Linked DNA regions of Mus musculus: region 2 is linked to region 1. The links are chromatin contacts, called in public Hi-C maps. All regions are on one chromosome and are shown on one strand. The core of a region is the stretch at or near the end of the contact, and the rest is flanking DNA. Distances in the headings are between cores, read along the strand shown.

Region 1 (3,924 bases), core at 479-2,978:
CTGTCTATAGCTAAGACACACTTGATTTAGAATATTAGAGTTATTGTTCATTCAAAAAATATGTATTAGTGTCCAACCTCTTTAGACACCAGGAAATGCACATCAAAACTACATCAAGATTCTGTCTCACTTCAGTCAGAGACTGTCATTAAGAAAGCAAATTAGGGGCTGGTGAGATGGCTCAGTGGGTAAGAGCACCCGACTGCTCTTCCGAAAGTCCAGAGTTCAAATCCCAGCAACCACATGGTGGCTCACAACCATCCGTAACGAGATCTGACGCCCTCTTCTGGAGTGTCTGAAGATAGCTACAATGTACTTCCATATAATAAATAAATAAATCTTTAAAAAAAAAAAAAAAGAAAGCAAATTAGGGGTGTGGGATGGGAAAGTCTCTGGACAGATGGGACAGTGGTCAAGTGCACTCACTGCCCTTCCAGAGGCTCTGGGACTTAGTTACAACTATCCATAACCCTAGCTCCAAGGATCCACTGCCTTTCTGACTTCTCTGAGCACCAGGCATGCATGTGGTGCATGGACATACATAGAAGCAAAACATTTATACACATAAAGTAAATAAATCTAAAGGAAAGGAAACTAACTAATAGGGGCCTGGAGAAGAAGGCTCAGCAATTATTGGTTAGAGGTCTGAAGTTTTGATTCCCAGCATCCAATGTCCCGTGGCACATAATCCCCTATAACCCACTCTCTGTGAGATCTGAACACCTTCTGGCCACTGCAGTCACTGACTGCACTGTACAGGTGCACACATACACGTGAAAGGAAATCAGAATGACTTTGAAGGGACAGTGGACAGAAAGGAACACTCACACATTGTTTCTAGTGATATAAAATGGTGTAGCCACGATGGTGATGAGTTACAGGTGTTCCTCAAGAAACCCAAAGGTGACCCACCATACCCTCGCAGGCTCGTCTGCCAGAGGAGTCACCACGCCAGAGATGCTCTGTATCCAGGGTTATGGCAGTATTGTTCACAGTAGCCATGTGTGGAAAGCCTAGGTTCTCGCGCATAGAAACAGATCAAGACAGTGTGCTGCTATGGAAAGTTATTCAACTATAAGGAAGTGTGAAAGTAAATGGATGGAACTGCAGGATCATCCTTTTAAGTAAAACAAACTAGACTGAAAAATAATAATTATATGTTTCTTCTCCTAGATTAAAATGTGACATGAAATGGAGGGCAGACTGCCTGGAAAAACAGCACATGGGGAGGGGGAGAAGTACACACAGCACACGTAGCAAAAATGCACACTTACTACATGCCAGCTAAAGCTTAAAGTGTGCACTGGTAAGAGCCAGGCTGCTCTTAGACGTAGTAGGGAGCTAAAAGTAGGCTTGGTTCCTATCTTCACGGTGGTTTTTCTCTTCAGAACAGGACAGCCATTTGTATGATCTGTGACTGTTCCAGAAAGTCATGACTGATAGAGGCTGCAGTGAAGTTTGCAGATTTGTCCTGTTGTAACTGATAGCCATCACATTGTGCTAAGAATAGCAGTGACTGTCCAGCAGGCCTCTGTCTAGTTCATACCATAGCTGCAGCCTTAGTTATTTGCCCTTAAGAGCTGGAGATATATATATATATATATATATCATGTCCAGACTACATGTGAAACTAAAGTTGACCTGAGTCATTGTCTTGTTCTGGAGTGCAGAGTACTTGTACTGTGCAGCACATATCCACAGAGGCTGCTCCCTCTTCCCTTTCTTTGGGATGATGAAATGATGCTGTCCATTCTCAGGCCAGCCCTAGGGTGGTGCAGGCCTGAGGGACCAAGTCAGGAGAAGCCTCTCTGTGGCTGGTGGCTTCCGCCTTGCCTCCTGGCACAGACTCTTCTCCCTTTTAGAAATTCAGATACAAGCTTTCTGCCTTTCTGTCCACTCCCTGTTTACTTCTTCGACTAAACTGTTTCCATGGTAACAGGTTACTTTTCAAAGGGAACATCTTGTCATTTTATTTAATCCACTGCAGCTGAAGAGAGCTGAAATATTAAGTTGTAGTTGCTATGGATACTGCTTTGTTACATCAGTTTCTTTTGTATCAGTTTTCATATACAATGAGTTCTCTTTTCTTTTTCTTTTGATACTACAAAAATAAACACAATGACTTACCATCATCATTGTTATTTGGCTTTTGCAACTGGTTAGTTTTTTATATCCTAACCAAAGATTTGTAGAATACTAGAGGTTGAGAGTCAGCTATTTTTCAAAACATAATTTATATTAGCTATACAGAGAAATTATCTGTGCTAGGAGGGACAATGGTAATTTTTAAATAGAATGAACACAGATATACATATTAAGTTGGATCCATAGTATTTTGGTGTTTCAAATCACAGAGGTTCCTAGGAAGTAGAAAATGTAAGAAGTCAGCAGGTACAATGGAGCTGACCTATGATCTTTGGAAGGCAAAGCCAGATTGTCAGTTTGAGTCCAGTATGGACTTCATAGGAATACACACACACCCTGTCTCTCACTCACAGACTCAACACACACTCATATACTCACTCGCACACAGACACACTTTCTGGGATTTCTTGTCATTATTTTAAATTAGATGTCTTGGAGTTTGTTGATTGTTCTGGCCTTTTCTGAGACAGTTTCTCTGTGTAGCCTTGGCTGCCCTAGAACTCAGAGTTCCACCTAGCTCTGCCTCCTGAATGCTGGGATTAAAGGCTTTTGCCACCACCTCCAACCTTGGAGTTAGTTGACTCTGCAACAGTACTGGCTCAGTTCTTTGTATAGACCTGGAGGCTGTGTCTGTTACTCAGCCTCTCTCATGTCTGCCTTTCTTTCCTATTTCAGTCTATTTGTAGCCCATCTGTTGACTTTTTAAAAAATTTAGCTCCTGCCTTGTAGTAGTGGTACACACCTTTAATCCCAGCACTCAGAAAGCAGAGGCAGGTGATCTCTGAGTTTGAGGCCATCTGGTCTACAGAAAGAGATTCAGGACAGCCAGTTCTACACTGAGAAACCCTGTCTCAAACAAACAAACAAACATAGAACCACAAGCAGAAGAGCATGCAAGTGTGGGGGGAAGTTTCTGCCTGCCTCTGTGTATGTGTGCACGAGCGTGCGTGCACGTGCCCTGGAGTGCTCATGCAAGCGCACGAGTGCATATCTGTGCTCCTATATCAGGGTGCAACTGTTGTCTCTTCCAAGCTCTCAGTCCCGCTGCCCTTTCCCTAGGTAGTTCTATCCTTCCCTCCCAATCCCAGCACCTACAGCCTCTGAGCTTTCTCCTGGTCAAGAAAGTTACAATGATGTTATTGTTTGTATGTAATTGGGATTCTTTTTAAGTTTTAAAATTAACTTTACACACGTGTAAATCAGAGTTGGGACTCTCCTTCCATCATGTTTTCTAATTCATGTCATCAAGCTTGGTTGCACGTCCCTTTATCCCCTGAGCCATTCTGTAGACCCCTCACTTAAAAAATTTTTTCGGGCTGGTGAGATGGCTCCGTGGGTAAGAGCACCCGACTGCTCTTCCGAAGGTCCGGAGTTCAAATCCCAGCAACCACATGGTGGCTCACAACCATCTGTAACGAGATCTGACTCCCTCTTCTGGAGTGTCTGAAGACAGCTACAGTGTGCTTACATATAATAAGTAAATAAATCTTTAAAAAATATATTTTTTCAAATTACTTTATGCGTGTGTATGGACATTCCATGATGCATAGGTGGAGGCTAGAGGACAAGTTTCCAGAATTGATTTTCTCCTTGTATCATGTGACAATCCAGAAGATTATTAATAAGTGTTCACATTGTATACCAGCTTTCGTGTGGGAACTTAAATTGGCAGTAGGGTGGTTGCCGTTCCAGCAATAAAGCAAAACAGAAACCAAAGCATTGCACACTGTCTTTAAAATATCAACTATTATTGGATCTTGGTGCAGTACTAGAACAATG
Region 2 (3,959 bases), core at 1,424-3,923, 130 kb after region 1:
GGTGTAGACATTTCCTGCCACCTAGCCAAGGTGGAGGACCCACATCTGGGCGGATGAGGTGATACAGCACTCTCACCTCAGGCCAGCCCTTCTCGCAGCTACTCCAGCGACGCCCATGTGGTTCCCCAAGCCTGTGCGTTTCAAAAGTAGATTCTCGGCCTGGTCATTGCACACAGGCTAACCAAATGACTTGGGAGGTCCTGGGCCTCAACCCCCATCAGTATAGCTCAGTGCTAAGCTTCTCTATTGATGAGCATCCCTAGTGAGCTGTGCTGAAGGAGAGTGCAGAGATACCACTGGGTAAACTAAGGTCACTTCTTAAAAGTGATGGACAGTGCCCTCCCAGGTATAGCTAGGGACATCTAGACCCTAGTCAGAAGAGCTGTGCAGTTGCCCATGTAAATTGCTGTGAGAGCCAGATCTCTTCCTCAGGGGCATGAGCGCTTGCCAGCAGGGCATTGGTTACAAACCAGACACCCACCACCCTCAGGTTCCCGGTCCTGAACCCACTGCTTTGAAATCAATGGATCTTGTTACTCGGGTAACTGGGAGCTGAGCAAATTAGTCCCCAAACCAGAGGAAGTGCCTGCCCCAGAGAGGATCAGGGAGGCAAGCCATGCAGCTAGCTATACGAGTGGATATGGCAGCCAGAGCACAATCCTGGGGTACACAAAGCAGAAACTGGTGGTGGTGGGCCATGGCAGGCATAGCATGGGTCGTGAGTGAGGCACGTGGCCCCTTTATGGCTCGGGAGCCCGCGCCCTCCTCCTCTGGGCACTTTGGACATCAGACGCCTGATCCTTAGCTCTCACAGTATAGGGAGGTGCCCATTCCCAGACCACTCACTGGGCTCATCTCTGCCCTGGAATCCTGACAAATGAAATTCTGGGCCCTGCATCTCTGTCCCTTCTACCCAACGTGGCTATCACAGCTGTGTGTATTTTGATGAATCAGATCAGAAACTGCACTAAGCACTCACTACCACCCCACCACCCCCAGACCAATTCTGTTTGGACACATCAGCTTTCCTTGTTACTAAGCCAGAGTCACTAGCTCTGTGACTGTCCTGCAGGACGGATACTTGGGTGGGTGACTGGGTAGGTGGGCCCCTTCCGATGGAAGCCCCTTGATACGCAGAAGTGATTTGCTTGTAGGCATGAATGGTCAGCTTGACCTTTTCCTTAGTCTAGGCTGTGTATGAAGACCCCTTGTCACCTGTGCAGCAGGTGCCCCTGCAGACATTCCTCCCTACAGTTTCTCCCATTCGCCACCCTGATGCTATGCCTGCTCATGTCTCTGGCCCTGGTGGACACTTTTTAGGAGCTTCTGCCCTGCAGTTTGGCTTCTGTTGTGTCCCAGGGGTGAATCAGAAAATGAGATTGGTTGGTTTGGGCTTTGAGAGGAAAGCATATGGGTGGGGCCCCAGAGCTGATACCACCGTCTTTGTTGCTTCCTTCCTCACATGTGACAGTATTACATGTGGGCCACCACACACATAGCATTTACATGGGCTCTGGGCATCTGAATCCTGGTCCTCACCCTGGCCAGGCAAGCACTCTATGTACTGGGCTGTCTTTACCAGCCCACAAGGAGCTTGCAGTAAGACCTATTTGACTCAGCTAGAGACATGGAGCTACTTCAGGACATAGTTTTCTATGCCTGGTGTCCTGGTGTCACTCCTAGGTCTGCTCCACTCCCTTCAGTCATTGCTAAGCTCTGGTCCACTACAGAACAGAATTGACTTCTGATCCTGTCCACCAGGTGGCAGTGGCTACAAAGCCTGATGGCTGTCCTCTGGGGCCACCCTAGTGACCAGGCTATGGCTGAGATGATAAAGATGTGTGCGGCAGCTGGGTAGGTAGTTTCTACATCAAGGGGCAACTGGGAAAGGCTTGAAAGATGGCAGGTCTGACTTGCTGTGCAGGGAGGCCTGGCCCTGGTAGATATTGCCAACTAGAATAAAGATTTGTCTTCAAACAAGAAGTCCTTTCTCTCGCTTTCCCTGGTGGATCCGCAGGGCATGCACAGTGGCACCCAGTAAGTAGAAAGGAAATTGATCTCTTCTCCCTGCCCTCTGTCCCCACTCCTTCCTCCCCTCTCTCCATCTTCAATGTAGACACCTGATTACACCTCCCAGATGCTATGAAAACAGACCAGTTTCCACAGTGCCGAGGCTTCACGCTGGCAATCCCCTATGGGTATTAAATTGTGGGTAGCTTCCAAGAATCTTGGGCCCAGAAACCAGCTCTCAAGAATCTCTGAGCAGCTCTGCCATGAGGGCTCTTGTGTGCCCAGAAGGTGCCCTGGCCCTGTCCTTAGATACTCCTATCTGCTCACCCAGGGAAAAGCACTTCAAGCAAGGTATGGAATCTTGCACACAAGCGTTGAACCTGTAGGGCTCAGAGCATGTGAGTTCTGGCATGTTTTAAGAGAACCTGCCTCTGTTCCCATGATGCCTTGTAGCCCAATACAGTGGCTATTAGGGTGCCAGCTGACCATGTCCCTAATATCCCTTGGTGACCATGGGGACTCCATGAGAACTGTCTTAAGGGTAGAGGGCAGAAACCTTTTTCTATCCCTCCATGAACTGACACATTCACTAAAGTGAACTAGAAAACAGTGTATGTAGCGCCTGGAAGTCAACCTGTGGGTGGGGCTCTGGGGCTCCACTGCCGCCTGCTGGGGGAAGCCTGAAGTGCAGTCCTGACCTCTGTTCCAACCTGGGTCAGGTACAGTGCAGACACAGCCAGCTTTCAGGAAGAAAGAGGCTGACAACCACCCCTCTGTGGAGAACCAATGTGTTTATGCTTGCATGGAGACTTCCAGGACGAGGACCCAGGATTTGACAAGCTAACACTGGCTGCAGTTTCCCTAGTCATTTCTCTTTCAGACCAGAGCACCCCAGAGCAGAGCAGAGCAGAGCTATTCAGCACCACATTCTGGAGGAAACGAAACACCTCTTACTGTGCAGTCAAACGGCGTGAGCAGAAGCCTGAGCCCAAGATGGCCCGGAGTAGCTGTGGCTTAGAAAAGGTCTAGAGACCTCATGTAGCTCAGAGCACAGAGTAGGGGCTGGGGAAGGCAAAAATGCTTGCCACAAAAACATGAAGATCTGTTTTAGATCCCTGGGTCCTACAGATAAAGTCAGTTGTGATGTGTGTGCTTTTAATGCCAGTGCTGGGGAAGCAGAGACAGGAGGCTCCCTGGAGTTCTCTGACTGGCCAGCCTAGTGACCTGGACAACCTCTGACCTCCACTCACACGCACACACATACACGTTTTAAAGCACAAAGTGTACAATGACAGAACTTGAAGGTAGAGAAAGGGCTCACTAGTGTAAGGATAGGAGGGTGGGAATCGTGGGAGGAATGGCAGTGTGGGTGGGTCTGAGCCGACCATGGGCTCCTAATGGGCAGAGACAAAGGCTTCACTATGGACAGGGTTTGAACACAGGCACAGTGTCTGTGGCCTTGATGCTGAGGCAGGGTAGGAGGAAGTGGGCTTGGGATACAGGCTGGGGCCAGGTTAGACAGGAGGTGATGATAGCAGACCCTGCTGTTGCCTGAGTATCAAGGTGTTTGGATATGAGCCGGACTGATGCCCGAAGATGAACATGAGGGCAAGACACAGAAAGATGCTGCATCCCTGGATCCAGGGGGTGGGGGAAGGGGGTGTATGTGAGCCAAAAGAGAGATGGCTTAATCATACTACAGCCATGTAGTTTTTGCTCAACTGGTCCTAACTGGTCAGAGCAAGCTGATAGATTCCATGGTGATGCTCGCACTCTCTCGAGGACTAGACAATAGACTCAGGACCAGTTTGGTCAGAGACCATGCACTCTAGGCACTAGGGACCACATAGCCCCACACCGTGCCCAGTACACTAGGTACCACAGCACCCTTTCCCCAGTTCTCCCCAGTTAGTCAACAGCAGGATGAGAGAGGCCCAGGGACATTACTA

The links. Hi-C and Micro-C count contacts between places; a contact is called where the count stands out from the background.
Region 2: a Hi-C map of bone marrow-derived macrophages shows a contact between it and region 1, with 28 read pairs. The contact joins two enhancer-like sites. A contact is called at or near these places in 1 of 15 datasets of contacts at CTCF or cohesin (large pre-B cells), 23 of 484 Hi-C or Micro-C datasets (B cells, CD4 T cells, CD8 T cells and 17 more), 4 of 115 datasets of contacts at active chromatin or transcription factors (CD8 T cells, double positive thymocytes, large pre-B cells and 1 more) and 3 of 9 other capture datasets (adipose tissue, liver and pancreatic islet).

What each region holds. Positions count from the first base shown.
Region 1 is chr4:150,493,928-150,497,851 of GRCm38.p6, forward strand. All of the region lies in intron 7 of Rere (arginine glutamic acid dipeptide (RE) repeats), which reads left to right. Among named protein-coding and RNA genes, the nearest start is that of Gm52709, 28 kb to the left of the region's middle. Within about 2 kb of position 1,729, at least 32 of the 459 cell types and tissues checked have an H3K27ac peak or open chromatin away from gene starts, as enhancers often do. A contact at or near this core is called in bone marrow-derived macrophages, where this site is marked.
Region 2 is chr4:150,623,853-150,627,811 of GRCm38.p6, forward strand. No RefSeq gene overlaps it. Among named protein-coding and RNA genes, the nearest start is that of Slc45a1, 26 kb to the right of the region's middle. Within about 2 kb of position 2,674, at least 25 of the 459 cell types and tissues checked have an H3K27ac peak or open chromatin away from gene starts, as enhancers often do. A contact at or near this core is called in bone marrow-derived macrophages, where this site is marked.